Regions from separate parts of the Mus musculus genome. Here region 1 is linked to region 2. Evidence: chromatin contacts called from public promoter capture Hi-C data. All regions are on one chromosome and are shown on one strand. The core of a region is the stretch at or near the end of the contact, and the rest is flanking DNA. Distances in the headings are between cores, read along the strand shown. Region 1 holds the start of Gab3 (growth factor receptor bound protein 2-associated protein 3). Region 2 holds the start of Abcd1 (ATP-binding cassette, sub-family D (ALD), member 1).

Region 1 (6,916 bases), core at 2,636-5,135, 1.4 Mb before region 2:
TCATGGTGGGCTATGGATTTATTTTTAAATCCACATTTCAGTTGGCTCTCCCACTTACTAGATCATCTATCTATTCATATTTCCAATACATCAAGAATCAGCACTTCTCACTGAGGAAATCATTATAATACTTTTATCAAGTGACCATGGCACAACACTGCTTCCCCAAGGTCAGGTTTGATAGGAGTCTGGAATTAAGAGCTGTAGTTTGTAACAGTTCCTTTTATGATCACACATAACAAACCACTCTCTAAGTGCTTCTTCTTATAACCAGAACTTTGAGATCTTCTGGTTAAAATTCTTGGTTCCCAGTGGGACAAATGCTTTTCCAAGGATGAGACATTGTGTGTTAAAACACACATTGAAAACAGAGGCTGCCACCTGGCCATTTGACATTCTTTATCCCAGGAAATTTCACAACAATGGATCCCACTGAACTGGCTGTATGACTTACATGATTACTAAGTGGAATGTTTTTAATCAAAGGTTGTATTTAAGCAAGGAGATAAGAGGCACTATGTTTTTTAATCCACAGCATCCTCTGGAGCATCTCCTCACAGTGATATGTCTAGGCAAAACTACTGGGGATCTAGACTTGCCAGAAAGAAAGGTTTTTGCTTTTTGTTTTTGTTTTCACTCACTAGGCCAGCAGTTCTCAATTTGGTCACAACTGAGAACTCTGTCAAATTCTCAAAGCAGTTACAACCTCATTGTAGGTCGTATATCAGGTATCTTGCATATAAGATATTTGCATTAGAATTCACAAGACCAGCAAAGTTACAGTTATGAAGTAGCAATGAAAATAATTTTATGACTGGGGATCACTACAACATAGGGAACTGTATTAAAGGGGCACAGCATTTGGAAAGTTGAGAACCACTGCACTATGAAAAGAATTTTGATTAGTTGATGTCTTAGTCAGAGTTTCTATTCTTACACAAACATCATGACCAAGAAGCAAGTTGGGGAGGAAAGGGTTTATTCGGCTTACACTTCCATGTTGCTGTTCATCACCAAATTTAGTCAGGACTGGAACTCAAGCAGGTCAGGAAGCAGGAGCTGATGCAGAGGCCATGGAGGGATGTTTCTTATTGGCTTGCTTCCCCTGGCTTGCTCAGTTTGCTTTCTTATAGAACCCAAGACTACCAGCCCAGGGATGGTACCACCCACAAGCTCCACCCCCTTGATCACTAATTGAGAAAATGCCTTACAGCTGGGTCTCATGGAGGCATTTCCTCAAGGGAGACTCCTTTCTCTGTGATAACTCCAGCTGTGTCAAGTTGACACACAAAATCAGCCAGTACAGTTAATGTCCTGGCTAGAAAGCAAATATAGGATAGAACTGAGACATACCAATCATAGTCTCATGAGCAGTCACATAATTATTGCCATTGTGTTCTTCCCCTACTTAACTTTTCCTGTCTTCCTTTTGTCTATATTTTGTACATGTCAAGTAAAAATTCATAAAGCTTGCCTTTATAAGTTTTTCTTTAGCTTGTAGTTTATTGATTTGGGATGATACCTGAACTAGGAGAGGAATAATTATCCCACAGACATGACTACATGGAATAATTGTACAATTCAATGAAACCATTGCTATTTTGTTTTAGAGATATTTTCTTAGTTTGTAGGAAGGATAATGGCATTGCTTTGTGTGAATATGTTGTTTCTATAGTAAGTTTATTTTGTGTATAATGATTTTGTGTAGTTAGTAGCAAGAGGAGTATTTTGTGTGTCTCAACTTATATTTTCCTTGTATATTTGGAGAAGTAGGAAAGCTAAATAAAGATATTTAACATTCTCTTATCTAGATTTTTCCATAAGAATTGTGTTTGGCTAATTATATAGGTTTAGTGTGAGACACAGAAATCAGTGAAGAGAACAGATGGTTGCAATGACATGAGTTGGCAGCAGCTGGAGTCCAGCTTTATGACAGATCCTCATTCTCTGCTTTGTACTCTTGGTATACCTTGAAGCCCTGACTAGTGACACTCCTTGATTTCATGGCTCCTGTTCTGCCAATGAGTTTGCTAAGTGCTACCTTTGTGAAGTTAACCCATCCCCACTTGAAACACCTAGAATGAACTCTCTCCTTTGATCCCTGCTTATACAATGATAATGAACCCTGCATATCATCTCTCCCTAGACATTGTGAATGTCATGTTGAGAGAATTAGTTTTTGTAAAATTTTCTTCTAATTATCATTTCCAAGTGAGAAGCACTATACCAAGGAAAAAAGACCATTGCATATTAGGAAGCTGACCAGATGCCACCAAACATCACATGGATTGTAGTCACATCTTGGATGCTGATTCTAACTTTACTATGGTGCTTTCCAGTTTTTATTTATTGATTGATTGATTGACTGATTGATTGGTTGGTTGGTTTTTTTGAGACAGGGTTTCTCTGTATAGCCCTGGCTGTCCTGGAACTCACTCTGTAGATCAGGCTGGCCTCGAACTCAGAAATCCACCTGCCTCTGCCTCCCAAGTGCTGGGATTAAAGACGTGCGCCACCACTGCCTGGTGCTTTCCAGTTTTTAAAGTGTGTTCACAAAGAGAAGGTAGTGTTTAGAGGGATGAACTCTCTTTTTTTTAAAAAAGATTTATTTATCATCATATGTTATATATTAATGTATATTAATTAACACACACAATTAATTAATATAATAATATATTGATTAATATATTGTTATATGTTAATTATTATATTAACATTAATTATATTACTATAAGTACACTATAGCTGTGTTCAGACACCCCAGATGAGGGCATCAGATCTCATTACAGATGATTGTGAACCACCATGTGGTTCCTGGGATTTGAACTCAGGACCTTTGAAAGGGTAGTCAGTGCTCTTAACTGCTGAGCCACCTCTCCAGCCCAGGGGCTAATTCTTGAGACAGACAACTAACTCTGCTATTGGTAACTTCCTACGTGTGTGCTCTATATAGGGGGCAGTATTGTTCTGTTTCTTGTCTTATGCATGGGCAAAACTGACTCAACAATATAGCTTATAGGGTGTTTGTGTAGATGCTGTGAAGCACTTATGACAATGGCTGGCATATGGTACTCAGTAGTCACAATAAATATCAGTTTATTTTTGTTATTAGAGTTCCCAGCATACAAGCTGGCTCAACCTTATATTTACCTTTTAAAACCCCAGAGTTTAGTAAGGTGCAGCTAGTACTACTGCTGAATTCAGATCATTTTTGTTCATTAGAACATTTAAACAGTTCTGCCCTGGAAGCTCATTATTGAACACAATGATCTTTGGAAGAGGGGCATAAAAATCACACTACTTTGCAAACAATCAAGTGGAGCAGGGAAGTGGAAGAGGAGTCTTTCTTTCTCTGTTAACTATATACATGACAGATATGAGCCATAGATTTTTGTTCTGCAGCGTCTGAGCTAAGGAAACCAACCCTTTTGACATAGCTCTTCAGGGATGGTGATGAAAGCAACAGGATCATTGGCTGCCATTAGGTCACCTAGTGTTTTCCTGGGGGGAGGAGGGGTGGCAGGCTCCTTCCTCCCTCTGCTATAACTATGAAGGTAACAATCTAGGCACCTGGGAAACAGCAGCAGAGCATCCTGCTTGGGGTCTCCAGAAGCAGAGCCTCCTGCAGCACAGCAATTGCTCGAAGAGGCTTTCTTATCTTTGCTGCTTATTCCACCCCCGCCCCGCCCCCGCCCCCGCCTCCGCCCCCCCCCCCCCCCCGCAGTCTAAACTCAAGAACAGCGACTACTGTCCATCCCTTCCTCAAGTCCTGGGGGTGGGAGGAGGGCGAGGAGGGGGCGTCGCTCAGCAACTTGGGGCGGCGCTATGTAGGTAGGAACGCCCCATGGCATCCCTGGCTAGACTTCCTCCTGTCGCAGGCGGCCAGCCCAGCTGGAGGAAGCAGCAGCAGCAGCAGCAGCAGCAGCAGCAGCAGCAGCAGCAGCAGCAGCAGCAGCAGAAGAAGAAGAAGAAGAAGAAGAAGAAGAAGAAGAAGAAGAAGCAGCAGCAGCAGCAGCAGCAGAAGCGGCTGCGGCGGCGGCGGCGGCCAGGATGAGCACTGGTGACACTGTGTGCATGGGCTGGCTCATCAAGTCGCCTCCCGAGAGGAAGCTGCAGCGCTATGTGAGTAGGGGTGCCGACTCAACCCTGGCCTTCGTGCCCTCGGTTCTCTGCTCGTGGGGTGGCCGTGTGTGGCCCTGGGGAGTCCCTGACTCTAGGCGCGCCAAATATAACTGTTCCCAGAGCCCTAGCTGCAGGCGAGGCCATTGGACGTTGGAAAGTGAAATCGCACGTCAAGCTGTTCTGAGTCCTGCAGCAGGCTGGCCTGGTGCCTCTTGCCTGCTGTGTTCAGTGTCTCTATACTGCCACACTCAGCGGTAGATGGAGGTGGGTTGGAGCTGAAACCCCCAACCCAGCTTGTATGCTGGAACAACCAGAGAGACTTCTCTAAAGGGTGCCCTGTCTCCAACTGGAGTTCCATTTCACAGCGAGAACAGGGCGAGGGACAGGGACGTGGACAGTAAGAGGAAACTTGTGTGGGCCACTCAGTGAAGCTGCTGCATTCCTCTTGTAATGAGTACTGTCATAGCTATCATAGAACACTCTTGTTGGGAGCCTACCACACAGTGTAACTCTTTTCTCATTATGTCCCTTCTCAGCATATTCTTTATGATGACATGGAGCTTTTCTAGTACAGCTGGAACCATTGACATTTCCTATTATGAAATAAGGAACCCCGGAGAACTACATCTTTCTACCCGTCATATGACCATATTTAAATAAGTTGCACACAACTCAAAAAGTTCATTATATCTAGTGTTCTCAGGATAAGATCATAAAAATATTCTGCTTAAAGACTCGATTGTTACTGAGCTGTCTTTAGCCATTAACAAGAATCACTTTAGTCCCCGGGGGGTTGTATATACAGATATTAGGATTTCTTGCCCTTGGGGTTTGGTGGAACTGGAAGTAGCTTGATGGATCCTTGTCCTTTATAATTTCTAATTTCTCTGCAAAACCAAAGCATGCAGGTGGGAACTACCCTGTTCAGGTTTGCAGTCAGCTGAGGCATTCCACCACAAATGGGGTTCTACCTGGTACTTATGTCTATAGCTTTCTAACTGGGGTCCTTATTTCACCAGCCAGTACTTTTTTTTTTTTTCATATTAAAGAGCACATATCATGTAGAAATTCAGGGGTGGAATTATAAGAAGATATCAATGATGTATGGATATTTCTGAAATTTGTAACAGAAGCTTTTCCTGAATATGAAGTTTCTCAGTGGTCCCTTACCCCATTCCTGAGTTAGACAGTGACTCACTCTTAGCAGTTTTCCATACAATCTAACTCTTTTTCTCATCATGTCCCTTCTCAGCATATTCCTTATGATGATAGGTTTTTGTTGTTTGTGCTATTGAATAAAAGAATGTTGTTCTACTAAGCATGTAGCCATCACAGATGCAAAATATAAACACTTCTTTGAATAATATCAGTATGCTACCTCCCCCCATCTTTCTCTCTGAGACAGGGCCTCTACATAGCCTTGGCTGTGCTAGAACTCACTGTGTAGACCAGTTTGGCCTCAAAGTCAGAGATCTACCTGCCGCTTCTTGAGTGCTGAGATTAAAGGCATTGCCACTATACCTGGCCCCACATCATGCTTTTGATTTCACAAATTCCTAAGCACAGAGTCCCACATCTCTCATCCAAGCTGTTTCCCTAACTTTTCAACTACTTTGAAGATGTATTGATGGGCTACAGCGATGGCTCAGTGGTTAAGAGCACTGACTGCTCTTCCAGAGATCCTAAGTTCAATTCTCAGCAACCACATGGTAGCTCACAACCATCTGTAATGAGATCTGATGCCCTCTTCTGGTGTGTCTGATGACAGTGACAGTGTACTCATATTAATAAAATAAATAGGGTTTTTTTTTTGTTTTTTGTTTTTTTTTTTTTTTTGGTGTTTTCGAGACAGGGTTTCTTTGTATACCCCTGGCTGTCCTGGCACTCACTCTGTAGACCAGGCTGGCCTCGAATTCAGAAATCTGCCTGCCTCTGCCTCCCAAGTGCTGGGATTAAAGGCATGCATGACCACTGCCACTTCCTCCCAAAAAATAATTCTGAGAGAGAGAGAGAGAGAGAGAGAGAGAGAGAGAGAGAGAGAGAGAGAGAGAGATGCATTGATACGGAATACTGAGGAGGCAAAACATGTTCCTATGTCTCACATGGACAGGTAGTGCTGCTCCCTGGTGGTGGTGGGGGTTCATGAAGATGGGTCGTCCATAAATCTTGTTCTACAGATTGACCATCTTGAATCAGCTATTGGAAAGTTCATGCCACTGTGAAAATATCCAGTGTTTCTTTAAATGACTCTCATTACAGGCATCAAGGGCAAGATTGAAAACATTCCAAGGCATAAATCTTGACTTTTAGTCCCTGGTTGATAACTTTTTTTTTTTTTTTTTTTTTGCTTTCAGTGCGTGTACTTTTATTTTTTTTAATTTTTTTTATTTATTAGGTATTTTCTTCATTTACATTTCCAATGCTATCCCAAAAGTCCCCCATACCCTCCCCCCAACACCCTACCAACCCACTCCCACTTCTTGGCCCTGGCGTTCCCCTGTACTGAGGTTTAAAAAAAAAGTTTAACTTTTTTTTTTTTTTTAAAAGAGACTGCTTTTTTCCTCCAAAGACAATTGTTTCCGTTGATCACTAAGGGCTGCAGGAATCCCTTTTACCACTACAGGGCATTGATGAGACTTCAACAAGGTCAGACAGTGTTATTCCTTTAAGCTCTTGTGTGTGTAGTTTCTACTTCCTTTCATTAGCTGGGTGCCATCTCTAAAGTAGGCTCAGTGTTTGGTGCTTGGAAGAAATGGAAAAAACTTGATTCCAGTTTTCATAAATTCCGCAGCCA
Region 2 (6,329 bases), core at 184-2,683:
AGAAGGCCTTGTTGGGCTTCCCTTACTGCTTATAGCTGACTGCAATAGGTCTCCCAGCCACCTCCTCTGCTATTTAAGCAGCATCTCAACCTGCCCCACCTCATGGCCCCCGTAGAAGGCAATTTCCTCTGAGTTGGCCACCACTCGAGAGTGCATGTAGCGCAGTTCCCCCTTTCGCCGTGCCTCCTCTGCCACTAGCTCCCCAAACTTGGGAGAGAAGGCTCGAAGCACGTTGGCTGTGAGGAACACCACCAGGCCAGCGATGGCTGAGGGCCAGGCTGTGCCAGCTCCTCGGGATCGGGCAGCTCGAAGGAGAGTGTAGGAGGTCACAGCCACATCCAGGAGTGGCTTGGTCAGGTTGGAATAAAGGTGGGCTACAGAGGCAGCAAAGGCTACCACATCCTCTGTCAGAGACTGATCAGGGTTTCGAAGTCGTCCATCCATGTTGCTTACTCGGTAGTAAGTCTGTTGGGAGAAGTAGAGTCCATAGGCATGAGCTACTAGACGGCTTCGGAAAGAAAGAGCCAGCTGGCCCTCTAGGTAGCGGATGGCACTGTTGATGAAAGTGGCAGGAAGGGCGATGAGGAGCCACTGCAGCAGTTGCCAGCTAAAGGCCCGCGGGTCCTTACGTACAATGCAGCGGGCCAGTCTGCCGTCCAGGCGGGCAACATACACAGACAGGAAAGTTCGGCTTACCAGGGCAGCAGAATGCAGGGCCAGCAGCCCTGTTTCCCGGCACAAGACTCGGGGGAACAGCAGCCTCAGGAGCGCCAAGAGCCGCTGCAGGAATACCCGGTTCATGCCAGCCTTGGTTGCGGTGGCTCCAGAGGCCTCTTGAGTGGGCTCCCCAGCTGGCACCTGAGGACCTCTGGCAGGAGTCAGACACTGCCGTACTAGAGGGTAGATTTTGTGGACTCCATAGGCTGTGAGGGCCAGGACCACAGCTGTGCGCTTCAGCGTGGTCACCCGTGAGGGCCGGGGAGTGGAGAGCACCGGCATGTCACCTGGACTGGTGAGCAGGCTGAGGGCTGGAACTGCTGCCTGAGGCTACAGTTGCAGACAGATCCTGGAAGGGTTGTTGCTCTGACCCAGGGCTCGTTGTCTAGGCAACTGGAAACCTTGAAGTGATCCCTGAGACTGTTGCTTTAGGCCCTCGCGGTGGTGCTGGGGCCCCTGGATCGGTTGGGTTAGAATCCTCCAGGGTCGTGGCCTCTTCAGGCAGCCCGGGTGGAGGAACTGGCTTCCCTCTACAGACTGTCCCCTTAGCCCCTGAGGTCAGAGCCTCGAGAGGTCTTAAGGAGAGAGGCTGTGTCTTTCCTTCCACCTCCCTCCTCTTACTGCTCCTCCCCCCCCACCCCCCGTGACGCCCCTCCCCGGGGCACCAGGCGTGTTTGTCCGCTGAGCAGCCCGGCAGTAACGACAGCGTCTACGCCAAGGCCCAGAATCCCCACCCACCTACCCCTCCCCAGGGGTGGTGATGGGGAAGAGGAGGCGGAGTTGAGGCAAGAGGCGGAGTCCGAGTTAGGGGTGCCCCACCCCGTTCTCGCCCTACCGTTGGACCCCTCCCCCTCTCCGACAACAGAAACGAAGCAAGTCCGCGTACACTACAGAAGCGGCCCCAGCCCTCCCGCCAAGGCGCCTCCAAGCTCCACCCCTGCGTGTCCGAAGTGTCAGAGGCGCGGCAGGGGGCCTTCAACCGTCAGCCTCTACTTCCTTTCTAGACCTTGGCAACAGGCCGCGCCTAAGGGCGGGGCGGGAAACGACAATGGGCGGAGCCGTTAGGGGCCTCTAGAGGACTTGTAGGCGGGGCCTGACGCGCGTTTCCGGTTTCCGCCCGCGGGCTAGGGGGCGGGCCTGAGCATTGGTGAGAGTTTGGTAGTTGCGGTGGGGCGTGCGAGTAGGCTGAAGCTCGGTAAGCTGGGTCCGCATGCATGGCTGACTTTCGGACCAACGAGGTTCCCCCCCAGTCCCTTCATGAGGGAGGAAGGCGAGCATCCCAGAAATACTGTGGGTTCTGGGAAGTGTAGGGATCCGGGCCGACTTCGGAGTTTAGGGCAGGATCAGGCATAGGGATGTTGTGGAGGTAGGTGGAGCGGGACTCTAGGGGACGCGAGGACAGGGGCCAGTCCTCCCCACCCCCCCCCAGAAGAGCTGCCCAGGTAGGCCCAGCTCCTCGAAAGCCACCTGGCGCTGTGGACTTGGGCGTTGTGGCTTGCTAGGGATGCAGGGAGGTCCCTTTTTTGGCTTCGGGAGAGACTTTCTGGTTCTGGAACTTTCTCTGGGTAAGGCCTGGACGTGCTCTGTGGAGACCTGTATTTGCTTTTGGCCTGGATTCCCGCCCTCTAGGAGTCGCTCTTGTGGGCCTTTTGAGAGTAAATGGAGGCCTACACCCTGTGCATTCGTGCGAGCATTCGGAAGGCCTATCTAGTTTTCAAAAGCAGCTTTAGAAGGAGGCTGGAGGCTACTAGGGTTATCAGCCCCTCATAAGCTCTGGAGGAAATGGGCCTGCTTTCTTGTGCAGAGGCTTAGGTGGTGGCGTTTGCAGAAAATACATGTATGAACACTGCAGTCCCAGTCCCACTGTAGAAGCGACTGGAAGACATGTATAGCTCCTGGCAGCAGAGGCTTCTACTCTTGGAAGGAAGCCTAATGGGTGCTGAGGTCCTTCTGTTTACGTACTGTTCTTTTGAGAAACATTTTCTTAAACAGGTCTAGCCTTACAAGGGAGCCTGATGGGTGCTGAGAAGGTTCTCCTATTCTTATGAGAAACATTTTCTTAGTTAAACAGGCTTAAGAGTCTCTTGGACGGCCCCGGGGAAAGGAATCATGAACAAAAGTACCTAGTCATAGTAACATACTTGCTGGAGGGGCACAAGTAACTGTCCCAGGCAAGGGAAGTTTGTTGGCTGGCTAGAATCATTGGTCAAGTGTCTGCTGTTGGGTTAAACCCTGTTTCAACCAGGGTTTCAAAAGCTCTGAAGCAGAATCCTGTGGTCTGTTGTGAAGAATAGCAGCCCCAGCCTCTCCAGGGTCCCTGAGCAGTCCCTGTCAGTGACTTTCCAGCTCTCATGGTTCCTCCTGTTTCTTCTGTATCCTGCCAGGAAACAAGCTCCCATCCCTCTGTTGGAACCCTTTAAGTCACAGGATGAGTTTGCAGTGGACTACAGTTGCCACCTTCCTCTACGCAGAGGTCTTTGCTGTGTTGCTTCTCTGCATTCCCTTCATTTCTCCAAAAAGGTATGGCTAGTGGAACAACAAAGCAAGCATATGATGAGGGTGCTATCAAACCCTGAACCTTGTAGTTTCTGTGTGCAAAATTGGTGGACCCTGAAATTGAGGCTATATGGAAACAAGTAAAACCTGTCTTGAGTAAGGGTGTCAGGAGTATGATTTTTTTTTTCTTATCACCAATCTTGAACATTGTCTGGCTTTGTCACCTCGTCATTTGCTTTCCTGTGCACACTGTCTTCTGGTTTTTGCAAAAGAAGATTTGACTTCAACTTTTTTGAGTAATATTCTCTTGCCAACCCTTGGGCCTCAGGGCTGTAGGGGATAATTGTGTGGAAACTTGAATACTTGCACCATTGGCTTACATTGTTGCCGATTTGCTGACTTTTGACCTCCTAGCTAACTCCTACTGGCATTGCTTAGTAGGCTCATGAGCATTACTCAGCCTATGAAGGATGGAAGCTATAGTCCCTTTTAATAAAAAACAGGCTGGGCGTGGTGGCGTACGCCTTTAGTCCCAGCACTTGGGACGCAGAGGTAGTGGATTTCTGAGTTTGAGGCCAGCCTGGTCTACAGAGTGAGTTCCAGGACAGCCAGAGCTACACAGAGAAACCCTGTCTCGAAAAACAAAAAACAACCCAAAAAACCAGGATTTGCTAAACGTTATTTAGATATTGTTTCAATCATTTGTAGTATATCAACACTATTCGTATTTAAATTAGGATTTATAAAATTGCCATAGTTAATAATACCTAAGGAATATTCTTGCTAAAACCCACATTGACATTTAGTTCACAGGAAATACAGTGACCAAAACGCTGGTGGAACTGGAGTCTTGGATACTCTCTAGGACAACTAACTTTGTTCCACCACTTAGGAGGTGAAGGCAGGGTTAGGAGTTCAAGACCTATCTTGGCTACATAGCAAATTTGAGGTTAGCTTGAGCTAAATGAGACCTGGTATGAAAAGGAAAAGGATTACGGAAATGGCTCTGTAAGTAAAATGGTTGCTTGAACAAGTATAAATTCAAAATCTGAGTTTGATCTCTATCATTGATGTAAAATCTGGACATAGGAACACACTTCTGTAATAGAGTGTGGTAGAGGCAAAGATAAGGAGGATCCTAGCCAGTCTAGCTGAATCAGTAAGTTCTAGGTTCAGTGAGACCACTGGGAAAAAAAGAAAGTAGAGAATGATTAGAGAAGATAACCACTTCAAGCCCACACACTCATGCATATGCACAGGTACAAACACACAGAAAAATTGAAAGGAAAAAAAAGCAGGAAGGAGAGACTGATTAAGACCAACTTAAAAGCCGGGCGTGGTGGCGCACGCCTTTAATCCCAGCACTCGGGAGGCAGAGGCAGGCGGATTTCTGAGTTCGAGGCCAGCCTGGTCTACAGAGTGAGTTCCAGGACAGCCAGGGCAACACAGAAACCCTGTCTTGAAAAAACCAAAAACAAAAAAAACAAACAAACAAAAAAGACCAACTTAAAATACTAAATGTAAATTCAGAATCATGTCAGGTCATGTTTCTAACAAACCAAGTGTTGCTTTTTAACTTTGCATCTGATCTCGATATGTAGTCTTGGAACTAGCAATGTAGACGAGTTTCCATCTGCCTCTCAAGTGATGGGAGTAAAGGGCATGCACCACCATGATCAGCCGAGCTTGCTGATTTTTAACAGCATGAAACTCCTCCCGAAGGCTCTTTAGATGATATAGCTAAATTATTTGTTCATAGAAATGATGGAGAGTCTAGATTCCTTTTCATAACCTAGGGTGGTAGGAGTCTAGACCAAAAAAAAAAAAAGTATCACATTTTAAACAAAGGGGAGCCAGGAATAGTGGTGGCACACTTCTTTAATCCTGCCATTGTGAGACAGGCAAGCGGATCTTTGCGAGCTTGAGGCTAGCCTCATCTACATAGTGAGACCCTGCCTGTCTCAAAACCATGTTTGTAGCAGGTGTTTTATCTACTACAAAGGGAAGTATGATGAAAAGTAAGTTACCCTTACTGGAAACTGCCAGGATTTTAAAGATTGACTTTCCAGGTGTTTCTGCATATGCATAAACATCTTTTTCTAAATCCTTTTGAAGTTAATGAATAGGAAAGGCATAGCAGTAGCTGAGACTGATTTTTGTATGGGGCCTCGTAGCCACTGCAGAAGAGCACCAAGTTGTCCTTAAATTTTGCTTAGGGTTTGGATTGCAAAAGTTCATTTTCTTCAATATCTGTCTTCATTTCTTTCACAGATGGCAGAAGGTTTTTAAATCCCGGCTGGTGGAGTTGGTAGTGACCTATGGCAACACTTTCTTTGTGGTTCTCATCGTCATCCTTGTACTGTTGGTTATTGGTGAGTGAGCTGTAGCAGGAGGTTGCTATCTGACCAGATCCTGTGTCATGGCTTCTAAAGCTCTGTGCCACATTGGAAAATAAGCATTCTCAGAATCAAACTCAATAAGTGCCCTTTGATAATCTGTTAAGGAAGTGCTTGCTATTAGCAGGACCTTCATTTCAAGATGTTCCTATAGCAGTCCATATGGACTTAAACTCAATGGCCTTTATATACTCTTATGACCACATTTGTTACCAAGATACCCTACCCTAGTTATTTTAGAACTGGTACTAAGAGAAGCTAATGGTCTGTGACCCTGATTCAAATAGTGGTGTTTATTAGTCATGTGGATCAGACTTCTTTTTTAAGAAATTATTTTGTCTTTTATTTGTCATTGTTATTATTTTGTTTTTTTGAGACAATGTCTCTATGTGGCCCTGGATGTCATGGCACTTGCTCTGTAGACCAGGCTGGCCTTGAATTTATAGAGATCCATCTGCTGCTTTCTAAGTTCTGAGATTAAAAAGGTGTGCACTGGGCTGCTTTTGTTATCTTAAAAATGTTGTTTTCTTAATCTTAAAAAAGACACCTGAGTTTGTTTGTTTGTTTGTTTGTTTGTTTTCTTTTGAGACAGAGTCTTACACTGTTGTCTAGGTTGTCATTAAACTTTTTTTGAGACAGGGTTTCTCTGTCTTGATTCTTCTAGAACTCACTCTGTAGACCAGGGTGGCCTCAAACTCAGATATCCACCTGCCTCTGCCT

The links. Promoter capture Hi-C pulls out the DNA fragments that hold promoters and counts their contacts.
Region 1: a contact with region 2 is called in a promoter capture Hi-C map of erythroid cells, with 2.7 times the contacts expected there. The contact joins the promoter of Gab3 here to the promoter of Abcd1 in region 2. A contact is called at or near these places in 2 of 39 promoter capture datasets (cranial neural crest and erythroid cells) and 1 of 9 other capture datasets (liver).

Annotation. Positions count from the first base shown.
Region 1 is chrX:75,081,874-75,088,789 of GRCm38.p6, reverse strand. It overlaps Gab3 (growth factor receptor bound protein 2-associated protein 3), which reads left to right and starts at 3,885. Exons shown (of 10, transcript NM_181584.4): 1 at 3,885-4,122. The coding sequence starts at 4,051.
Region 2 is chrX:73,711,701-73,718,029 of GRCm38.p6, reverse strand. Abcd1 (ATP-binding cassette, sub-family D (ALD), member 1) reads right to left here and starts at 1,433. Exons shown (of 10, transcript NM_007435.2): 1 at 100-1,433. The coding sequence starts at 999. Bcap31 (B cell receptor associated protein 31) reads left to right here and starts at 1,826. Exons shown (of 8, transcript NM_012060.5): 1 at 1,826-1,912; 2 at 3,102-3,237; 3 at 5,485-5,585. The coding sequence starts at 3,146.